Linked DNA regions of Mus musculus: all the other regions are linked to region 3. A link is a contact called in public Hi-C and HiChIP or PLAC-seq data. All regions are on one chromosome and are shown on one strand. Each heading gives the region's core, a stretch centred on a gene start, on an enhancer-like site or on the middle of the called end of the contact. The rest is flanking DNA. Distances are from core to core; before and after follow the strand shown.

The links. Hi-C and Micro-C count contacts between places; a contact is called where the count stands out from the background. HiChIP or PLAC-seq counts read pairs in DNA pulled down with a chosen protein or histone mark.
Region 1: a FOXA1 HiChIP or PLAC-seq map of pancreatic cancer cells shows a contact between it and region 3. The contact joins two enhancer-like sites. A contact is called at or near these places in 1 of 15 datasets of contacts at CTCF or cohesin (the NIH/3T3 cell line), 2 of 484 Hi-C or Micro-C datasets (both in cerebellar granule neurons) and 1 of 115 datasets of contacts at active chromatin or transcription factors (pancreatic cancer cells).
Region 2: a contact with region 3 is called in a Hi-C map of pancreatic cancer cells, with 4 times the contacts expected there. The contact joins two enhancer-like sites. A contact is called at or near these places in 5 of 484 Hi-C or Micro-C datasets (the G1E-ER4 cell line, adipose-derived mesenchymal stem cells, cortical neurons and 2 more).

Annotation. Positions count from the first base shown.
Region 1 is chr8:8,486,829-8,490,724 of GRCm38.p6, forward strand. No RefSeq gene overlaps it. Among named protein-coding and RNA genes, the nearest start is that of Gm31135, 4.0 kb to the left of the region's middle. RefSeq lists an enhancer at 1,226-3,896. Within about 2 kb of position 1,848, at least 143 of the 459 cell types and tissues checked have an H3K27ac peak or open chromatin away from gene starts, as enhancers often do. A contact at or near this core is called in the NIH/3T3 cell line and pancreatic cancer cells, where this site is marked.
Region 2 is chr8:8,053,179-8,056,515 of GRCm38.p6, forward strand. No RefSeq gene overlaps it. Among named protein-coding and RNA genes, the nearest start is that of Gm31401, 28 kb to the right of the region's middle. Within about 2 kb of position 1,298, at least 13 of the 459 cell types and tissues checked have an H3K27ac peak or open chromatin away from gene starts, as enhancers often do. A contact at or near this core is called in pancreatic cancer cells, where this site is marked.
Region 3 is chr8:8,273,046-8,276,838 of GRCm38.p6, forward strand. No RefSeq gene overlaps it. Among named protein-coding and RNA genes, the nearest start is that of Gm31401, 190 kb to the left of the region's middle. Within about 2 kb of position 1,391, at least 52 of the 459 cell types and tissues checked have an H3K27ac peak or open chromatin away from gene starts, as enhancers often do. A contact at or near this core is called in the NIH/3T3 cell line and pancreatic cancer cells, where this site is marked.

The sequences.
Region 1 (3,896 bases), core at 598-3,097, 210 kb after region 3:
GTCATTGTATTATTTTCTAATTAAAATGGGAACAAACAAGTAAGATAAAAGCCAAAAATAAGTGAGAGAAATCTGGACCGTTAATTGTTTCTGGCTCCAACTAATTTTTAAATGTCTCAGGTTAAGAAACGAGCACACGTTTAATTCTGACAAAACCATATTTCCTAGCCAGACATCAGAGCTCATGGCTGCAATCCCAGAACTCTGGAGGTGGAGACAGGAGGGTTTCCACAACTTGAAGCCAGCCAGCCTGGGCTACTTTGTAGTGGTTTTCAGACCAGCCTGTGACTCTGTGTAAGATCTTGTCTCAAACACACACACACACACACACACACACACACACACACACACACACCACTTTCTCTGCTAGTCACCAAATTAACATTCCAAGCACTGGGAGAAGAATTTGAACCAAATTTTTGGAAGCAGACAGGAAATGCTAATTTTAAAAGCTATTTATTAACATAAACTTTAATCCCAACACTTGGGAGGAGAGGCAGGTGGATCTCTGAGTTCCAGGCTAGCCTGGTCTACAGAGTGAGTTAGTTCCAAGATAGCCAGGGCAATACAGAGAAAAACTCTTGACTTGAAAATGGATCGTCTATTTTAAATAACAGGGGGACTTTTGACCTGTAATGCTGTTTTTGTCAGCTCATTGAATAATTCCTGATTGATTATCCTTTTTTTTTTTTTTTTAATTCCCTGAAGGAGTACTGCTTCCCCCAAGTAGCTGAGACTGGTTTAATAAACACTTGCAGTGTGAATGTGGGTGAGCTTTTCTATTGATGCTTTAACTTCACTTCAGGTTAATCAGCCCACGTCACTAGCGCAAACATACTTGAAACACTAAAATGAGAATGGACCTGACAGGCCCGTGACGTGTACACAATGATTTTACAATTGCTACTTAAAACTAAGTTCCTTTGGTCAGGGTCATACTTTAGATATGTTACCTATATTGTTAGGTTCCACAAAAGAACACAGGGCTCATAGCAACAGGGGCAGAATAAATGTCTCCATGAGATTCCAAGGGCATTAGTCACTTGATAGCTTGTGTGGTGCACAACAAAGCCGGGGCCAGCTAAGTCCTTTCGGATACACAGAAGGAAGGGCTCAGACAAAAGGCTGAGGCTGCCGCCTGATATCCAAGAGCAAATGACAACTCTTAAAACTCTCCCTGCTCTGAACTGCTCAAGAAAATATGAAAGTAATTTTCAAAGAGCATGGCTTGACGCTTCTCTCCTAAAAGAAAATCCTCCCCAGAGTCTCTGATTAAAGAAGGGCGTAATCACTCTTTCTGATTCACTCTGATTTCACCTCAAAGGGGACCCGAGGTTTCTTTATACCAAGTTGACTCTTACTTCAAACCAAAGGCAGAAGAGAGGGAAAAAAAAGTCAAGTCAGTTTGAGCAGCCTCTCCCAAAAAGCTCAGAACGTCAGGTTATTTATAGGTGTTAAACTGAACCTTTAAACACAGAAATTGCCAGCCTCTATCTGACGCAGCGTGTAAGACAAGGACACAGGTCTTGTGCAACTCTGAGGTGGGTTAAATAACTCAGACACAAAATTTATGTGCCTCGTGCCATCACGGCTTCTGACCCAATGCTGTATAGTCTGTAGTGAACGTGAGTGGCGCGCACATGTGTGTGTGTGTGTGTGTGTGTGTGTGTGTGTGTGTGTGAATGAATGTGTGATATGTTGTATGTAAAGAGTCCAAGGCAAGAATCAGTATCCTGTCCTGCCCATAGATGCACAAGCACCCAGCATCCAGAGGGTAAGGTAGTGTGTTCCTTGATGAGCGCTCTGGGAACAAGCCCAGCCTGGAAAGGGTTGAGAGCATAGGGCTGCCAGGCCAGCTCACACTCCCGAGCCAGTGAGCCTGTCCAACTAATCGGCCGGGTTTGTTTGCACAGCTTTGCTGGAGCGTTTGCAGGGATGCACCCCCAGCTCCCCGCAGAGCCTGAGAGAGAGTGGCCAGCCAAGATACCAGCGGGACCAGGATTCACCTGCATGCCCAGATACGGGCAGAAAAAACATAGCACAGTTTGTCCAAACAGCCCTGGGCGCTGCAGGATGGCTGTCCCCGAGGTCTTCCCCCAGCTTTGCTGCCAGGGGACACCAGCCAGGTTTATCTAAGGGCTGAGATACACTCTTTGAAATTCGCAGTCAGGCAGGCCTGCTGTGACCCAGGGAGGGACTTCTAGAGCTCCCCCGGGGAGCCAAGCTCTACCTGGAAACGCTTGGCAGACACATTCAATGAGGTTCCCACAGCCCACAGCCTTAGTCAGCACCTGGTCGGTGGAGTGACTCAGAAATTGGGAGCGAGGAGGGGCTTCAGGTTTTCTGAACCCACTGTCACGTACGTCACGTGATTAACCAAAGCATGAGCCTGCTCAGAACCACAGGCAGGAGCCATCTGCCTTTGTCTTGCCTTTGTTATCTTACAGAACCAGCACGGGGAGGAACAGCCTTTGACTTTCCAGATTCCCCCACCACCATCACCAACCCCCACCTCCAGCAGCAGGCTGGGTGATAACGTTTTTGATTAAGCTCTTGCACACATCAGCAAAGCCTAATTATGAAAGATCTAATAATATATCGCCGTGTTTCTCTGACAACCACGGGCGTCTCCTCTCAGCATCCTCCGAGCTATTGGAAAGGGGAGCAGACACTGACACCTCGCACTAACTGCACAGGGAGAGGGCCAGGCCTAGAACCTTCTGCACAGGACGATTGGGGTCTTTCTGCAACACCCATCTCCTGCAAGGGCAAACTTGGCTATACACAAAAAGGGATTTGTTTGATTTTGTTTTTTAAGTCGGGGGTGTGGGGTGGGGAATTAAGCGTTGTTTGGCAATTAAAATAAGTGGAATGAAGAATCATCTCATTAGCATTCCTCCAGTGGCAAAGGATGTTCAAACCTTGCGACCCTGGCGGTAAGATGCCTCACACTGCCGCTGCTTTATGTATAGCTAAAAATACATTCGGTGACACTTTAACCGGCAAGAGAAAGCACTCCGTTTCTCTATACATATGGAAATAAGCTCTCTCCGGAGACACCTGGAACAATGGCGGCAAAATCTATATCAAAAGAGACGCAGCCTCTGCACAGCTTTCCTTTGTGCCCAGAATGCTTGTGGCAGCCCTGAGTTCATGGATTTCTACCGTGGTGCAATTTAAAACAAATGATGCTTGCTTACCTCCAACCCCCACCTCCCTGCAGGCAGCTTGCCTGCGTGTGCAGGCAGTATACCAGGGGGTCCTTCACAGAGGAATTTGCCACATACACTTGACACTTGATCAAAGCAGGGGCATTTGTCTCCCTGAAACAAAACTGCAAACACCAAAGGCCCTGGCCCCATGATGCTCCTGGGTCTTCCTGCACAGCCTTTGTGACCACGGTTCAATTTTGTCCTCTGACAATCCTTCAAATTACACTTTCCAGGAAAAGAAAATAAAAAATCATGAGTTTTTTTTTTTTTCTGCAGAATTATGAGGGCATCCAGGAGACTAGTCTCATCTACTAAGTTCCAGGACAGTGGCAAAGAGGAGACTCTAGCCTCCCTAGACCTCTGGCTTGTAAGAGAATCCCTACCCGCTTGTCTCCTGTCTCCAATACCACCGGCCTGGTGACTTCTGGGTCCTGAAAACAACAGATTTGGCTACAGCTGGAGGACGTTTTCCCACTCTGGTGTCCAGCTGTGGACGTCATTCTGTGACCACGTAGCCAGGCTCTCTTTCATTTTATGAAGGTCGTGTGTCTTTTCATTTCCTCCCCTGATTCCCAGTCCTGAGGCTGGCTGCGTGGGCTGGTGGCAAAGGCCTTGCCTAGCAAGAACAAGGCCTGGCTTCCATCCTCAATATGGAGAAAGGGAAGAGGGAGGAGAGAGTCCTAG
Region 2 (3,337 bases), core at 48-2,547, 220 kb before region 3:
ACTCTGTCCTTCTTCCATGATGGCCCTGCTCCCCATGAGAGGCTCAAAGAGACTGAACCACCAACCAGGGAGGCTGCATGGGCCTTGAATTCAGCCCTCCCTAGAGTTGTGTAGCTTGGTCTACTTCTAACAGTGGGAGCAGGGGCTGTCGCTATCTCTGCTGCATGTGTCTGGACTGCCTTCCTCCTTCTAGGTTGCAGTGTCTAGCTTTAATAGGCAAAGAGGTGCCTAGTCTTACTGCTGAGTGCTACCCGTCCAGGATGGTCCTTTTCTGAAGAGACACAGAAGAGGAGTTGAAGAGAAATGGATAGGGTTTAGGGAAAGAGACTGGGAGGAAAGGGGGAAGAGGAACTGCACTCAGGATGTAAAATTCAGATATTAAAGTTTTAAAACATACTGAGAAAGGAGGACTGATCCAAAGTGCCCTGAAACCTTCACAGCCGTCTAACATCAAGGCAGGCAACAAGTGACTGCCACACAAAAAAAAGGCTTCTCTCGGTATTGGAGCCATTATTATAACTCTGAGAAATTCTCTGTCTTTCTGAGTGAAGGTAAGGAATTATCAACAAAAATATCCAGTCTCCAAAATTAACTTTCTGTGCTTTTATTTTTGGAATTTTTGTGAACTCTAATCATGTTTATGGCCATTTTTCTTAAAGTAGATTGAAAATATATGTAAAATATATATTGCAATAAAAATACTGCAATTAATAACTTAAAAGATATTTTATATATGTATATATGTATATATATATATATATATATATATATATATATATATATATACATCATTACTACAGTAGCATCAGGAACAAATATACACCCATATATATCAAAAATACAATTCTAGGAATTGAAAAGTTATAACTTTTCATTACATACTGGTTTCAGCCTTGTATCAACAAAAAAGCTCAGTGAACTTAGAGAGTGTGTAAAATTCTTGATTTTTATTATTTATGAAAGCAAAGATTAGGATCATCTCTAAAGTATATTAAGAATCAGACAAATGAGATTGCTGGTCTAGCACACTACATCAGATAAACTCTAACTTGATCCAGAATGAAGAAATGTCTCATTTTAAGGGAAGATTGCAGTGAATCAAGAACTTGAATAATATGGGTGATAGGCTCAACCACCCCAAGTCTGCAAATTTTTCTGATGAAAAGAGTTCTATTGCCAAGAGGATATGATGAATGACTTACTGACACTGTAATCACAAACTGACTCACCTAAGGCCGAGAGTAAGAAGGATAGAGAGAAACATGGTGTCCTGGGTGGAAACAAGGCAGTCCCTTTCCTAATAAAATTAATGATTAACTGTGCATACAAAGGAATTGCTCTGAGCTATTATTTGCTTTCCTGATAGAGAACTTGGGGGCAGATTTTATCTAAGCTTATGACTTACATTTAAACAATAATAAAAAATGTGTATTCTTCTTGGTAATTGATATAAAAACACAAGAATGTAAATGAAACTTAATAACAGCGCCTTTGTACTCTGTTCTGCTATCCATCATACTCAGTGCCCAATGACCTTTCAATCACTCATGGCCTCAAAATTGCCAGGAATGTTGAGAAATGCAGAGTACCTCCTAGAATGGTAACCAGGAAGAAAACACCATCTGCTAAAAAGTTGCTAGCCGACACAGAAGGAAAAAACGCCTAGTGGAAATGAATAAAAAGTCAACATTGGAAACATTCTCCACTTATATATTTATGCATCTATTCATCAATCAAGGCAATCAATAGGCATAAAATACTGGAAGTTAATTAGATGAAACAGGTATTTGTATTAGCCAGTCATCTGTGAACATGAACTTGGTTCAGCCAAATTTCTGTGTGATGATAATGATTATTTAATATTATTTGGGGGATTTTAAAAGGAATAGAAGATTCAATTATGGAAACAGTCAAATTAAAAATCCATAAGATAATTATGAATGAAAAAACATAAGTCACTGTTTTGAGAGGGGAAAAGATAAGTTCAACATTAATTTTGCTTTAGACATTGGAAAGCATTGCTATGAATAATTACGAAAGGACGTCTGGTGCTGGGTTTGAAATCACAGGGAAATGGGAATAGAATATGAAGTTAACATTAGGTGATGTTGGCCTTAGGTTAAGATAGTTCTGGACAGTGTGTAAAACAAGAATTTTCAACTGTAAAATATTAATCCTGTGATTCCCCACCACAAAGACACAACACAACTCCCTTCTAACTTTTTTATATGCTAATTCACTTCCAAGAGACATGAATTCTTCATCTCTATTGCTAAGTCTCTCCCAACACTTGACATAGGCAGAGGGAGGTTTTCATGGGCTGCCAAAGGAAGGAATACATCATGGACCAATGGCAAAGATATTAACTACTGCACAGATAGAATTATATACTAAACAGGAATACCCTGGACTGTAATGATGAGGAATTCTGTGGGTCTAGTGGAACAGCAGAAATCAGAAACAAAAAAAAAATCTCCCAGGGGTGTGGAGGCACATTAAGTGAAACTGAGGATGGGGGCATAAGAGAATAGCAAGCATTTGAATTCTCTAAGATTTGTGGAGAGAAGATGAACTGAACCTAAGGAAGCATTGGGGCTCTCAAAGTAGTTCCAAAATTCTTCTATAGTAATAGGTTTTGAGTGTGTGTGTGTGTGTGTGTGTGTGTGTTATGTATACACATGACACATAAAAAGAACTAACATGCAAAAACCTATAATGAGGTAACAATGTCCCTTCTAGATAGCACATACTGATACAAATACCAATGCTAGGAACTGGTTATTTATTTAGAGTTGTGGCCACTTTCACCTCGGATTTCTTATTGGTCTATGAAATCACACATACTTCCCCCCACAAACATTCAGGCAACAGGCATTTCTCTTGGTTCCCCTCCAGGACTTAACTCTAAGACCCAGTTGCTAAAGACACTACACTTGTGTCATAGAATATTGAGAAATCAATCTTAAACTGACCTGGAAGCATTTTCCCTACTGATAGCCTTCCTAACGCTGGAAGATTCATGCAAACTTTCAGATAGAAAAATAATCATGAATCCTACCCAGCTGTGAGACCTGTGAGCTACAGTAATGACTGGCCTTATATGACATGCCCACTGGTATAATACTGTAATAAAGATCACCGGAGTAACCAATCACTCTTTCGTTGGATTTAAATCCCACTCCACAGTATGAAACCCATATATAGTATTATTATCAGACAAAGAACCTGTGGCTAATTAGGTCAAAGGTCAAGGGGTAGGGTAGAACCTATCATTAAATGCAAATAATATTAAACCAACTCATAATGAATAATCCACACAGCTACAGCTTAGTGCATC
Region 3 (3,793 bases), core at 141-2,640:
TGCATTCATTTTTAAAATTGAACTATTAACCTCCATCTTTTGTTTTTATGTGTTTCATCCCCTGATTTATCCATCTACTCTCATGTACTCCTAGACTTGTATAACCCTTGATATAAGTGTGCTGTTTTTAGGTTTTTTGAAGGTCATCTATAAAAACACGTGCCAGCCTCTGGCTTCCAGTGTAGGTCATGTCAGGAAAGAAATACAGTTTCCAGGAGCAGATGAAGCCCCAGAGACAATCAACTGACTATTCTGTGTGAACAAGCAGGGAGACAATAGACACTGAAGAATGAAACAAACAAATCTTCCTGCCACAATCATCTTCCTTTTTCTGAAAGGCAATCACCAGGTTGGTACCATTTCTTTCCAGGGGGTGTGATCTCTTCTTTTTGCTGGATTGGTCCTTGAGCTTATAGATCAATAACAATATGTTCCTTTTTCCTGGCCCAACCTTCCAACACAGACATGCAGATCCCTTGCAGCAGGCATCACCCTTTTACAAGTTGTATAATTCTATAGATCAGCTCTCAACAGATGTAACACTTCTGCCCTGAACACCGGAAAGGATGGAGCTCTAAACAAAAGTGTGCTATAGCCTGAATCCTCAGGTAAGCCTACATTTCCTGTTCCTTGGCAAGAATTAATATCTGGTAAGTTGCAAGCCCTCAGAGTAGTCTCTACTTTTGTTTGTACAAACCAAGAAATAATTATGAGGGGTCTCATGTCTAAGTGGTAACTGGCTGTCACAGAGCAGGAACACAGACAAGACTACCACATTACCTAAAGGGGTGTTGCATTAGCTACTGTCCCATCACTGTGACCACAATGCTGATAGAAACAATATGAAAGAATAATAGTTTGCCTTGGTTAAAACAGCTCATCATAGAGAGGGAAGGGAGGGTATAACCTGCAAAGGCACGCCCTGTGACCACATCTACCAGCTATGTCCTACCTCCAGATGGCTTCACAGCCTTCAAAAATAACCCTATGTGGTGGGTAGCCAGCATCTGAAGAATGACTCTTGGAAGCACATTTCAGGTTCAAATCATCTAAAGGACAAAAGAGTTTCTGAAAGTAGAGCTCGCCAACATTGACATGCAAACTCATCATATTAAAACCATCCTTTGCCTTCAAGGAATACAACACCTCCACTGTATGAAAGACCTCCAGAGGAGATATCACTGTCTCCATCAAGACGGGTTTCAGTATTTAACATTCCTTACCATTAGCCAGCTTTTAAATCTAACTGAAATCCTGCTTCCTGCTGTTCAAGTTGGGAAATATCCTTCTCTGAAGGAATTTAAAATTAGAAAGTTACTCATCAGGCCAGGTATCAGTGCCAGCAATTATCTACATACGGAAATATTTGAGGTCTGGCACTTTCAAAAGCTTGATCCCATTATTCACACATTCTGCAGCCAGAGACCAAGACACAAGATATTCTTGTGACCTACTTGGGAAGCCATCTGGCTCTCAGATCCAACTGTGAGATTTTTTGATCCAGCCTTCACACCAGTGGTAGCACTGCCAGCAGGACTCAGAGGGACAGCGTCTGTTTCCAGTATAGTTTATGTCTGCCATGACTCTGTGAGCCCCTCAGTATGGCAGTAAGATGAAACGGATATAGGCAGACTCCTAAAGTGCATCAAAGTATTGGCCTAGATGCCTGGATACCTAGATGGTGATTGCCAACATTTGCCAGAATTTCTCCAGCCTGAGGAAACCTTTAACATCACAGGCCATCTTAGCTTTCTGTTCATCTAAATGACCCTTGCGAAGACTGTCATTCTGTCTACCTTAAAAACCCATGGTAAAAATCAGATTTGCTTTAAAGGTGTCTATTTTTCTTGATGAGAATCTCCTTATAAGGTGTTCTCCCCATTCCAAAAGGCCTACTATTTTCAAGCCTGAAAGGCAGTGTTGCTCAACAGTCATATAGCTGAATTGATAACACTTTCATAATGTCTGGTTCCACACCCTGAATGACAAGACAGTTCTGTATAAATCCTTTTAAAGGGGAATCTTCACAGACTTCCATGCAGCCCTGCAAAGCAGCAAATTTGACAAATCCTTTCAGAAGGTGCTACATACCATCAACATGTGAATCATCTTTAAATCATTTCCTTAACAATAGCTGCATTTTGAATGGTACAAATTACTTGGCTGGAGGAGACTCGGAGGGTGCCAGCACTCTGATAAACTCACCACTCAGATGAAGTCAGCACACTGTCACTTCCTATATGCTCAGTGGGGGAGAGAGGCCAGGCCTCAAATGCTCACACATATCTCTTATGAAAAATCACAAGTCTAAATTGACAGGACTGCTTAGGAAGCAAACTTTCCCACTGCAAAGGGAGCTGTGTGTTTCCTCAGAGAAGCTGAAACACTCACCCCTACACTTCAGTGTTCCTCATATACATCTTCATCTTCATCATCACCACCACTACCACCACCATCATCATCTAGCAACAGTGATCCCCATCTTCCCCATGAAGGGCCAAGAATGTCCAGCTCCATAGACCTCCCCCCAACCACATATATAGTGACAGTAAAGATTTTGACATGAGATAAACACGCCCAAATCATCCACTTGGATACCAATAAATCCCAAACATCCTCATAAGAAAGAAGAAGGTCAAAGCAGAGGTTTGACAAGGTTGCAGTGATGAGGCTGATGAAAAGAAGAACCCATGAGCCAAAGGACATAGCCTGTGAGTCAGAGCATCAGGAAAATGACTGGTCCTGAGAGCTTCCAGACCATGCACAATCCCACTGACACCTGGATCAATCCCATGAGTACCCTGACATCCAAACCTGGAAGACATCTTTTTGGAAAATGTTTATGGAGATACAATTCACATACCACTCCATTCACCCATTAAAGACACCAATCTAATATTTTTGCTTTATTTTACAATGACCAGCATAATCTTCTTGAGATCATTTCTGCCAACTAATTGGGAAACTTCGTATCTGTTGGTAGCGGCTTCGCATCTGCCCTCTAACCCAACACCAGTCTAGCTCCTTGACTTCATGTCTTTATACAATAAGTTTAGAGGCACTCAGCATCTAGTGATCTGTTTACAACAACACTAGAAACTTGAAATATGTGACAGAATCACATCACAGAACAAAAGTATAAATCAGAGGGCTGGAAAGATGGCTCAGAAGATAAGAGCACTAACCGCTTGCTCTTCCAGGGGACCTGGGTTTAATTTCCAGCACCCACATAGCAGCTCACAACTGTCTATAACATCAGTTCCAGGGAATCTGCCACCCTCACATACAGACATAGATGGAGGCAATGCACTACCAATTCACATAAAATAAAAATAAATCTTTACAAAAAAAGTGTAAGGGCACCTGAAAAAATGTTCAACATCCTTAATCATCAGGGAAATGCAAATCAAAACAACCCTAAGATTCCACCTCACACCAGTCAGAATGGCTAAGATCAAAAATTCAGATGACAGCAGATGCTGGCGAGGATGTGGAGAAAGAGGAACACTCCTCCATTGTTGGTGGGATTGCAAGCTTGTACAACCACTCTGGAAATCAGTCTGGGGGTTCCTCAGAAAATTGGACATAGTACTACCAGAGGATCCCGCAATACCTCTCCTGGGCATATATCCAGAAGATGTTCCAACCGGTAAGAAGAACACATGCTCCACTATGTTCATAGCAGCCTTATTTATAATAGCCAGAAGCTGGAAAGAACCCAGATGCCCCTCAACAATGGAATGGATACAGAAAATGTGGTACATTTACACAATGGAGTACTACTCAGCTATTA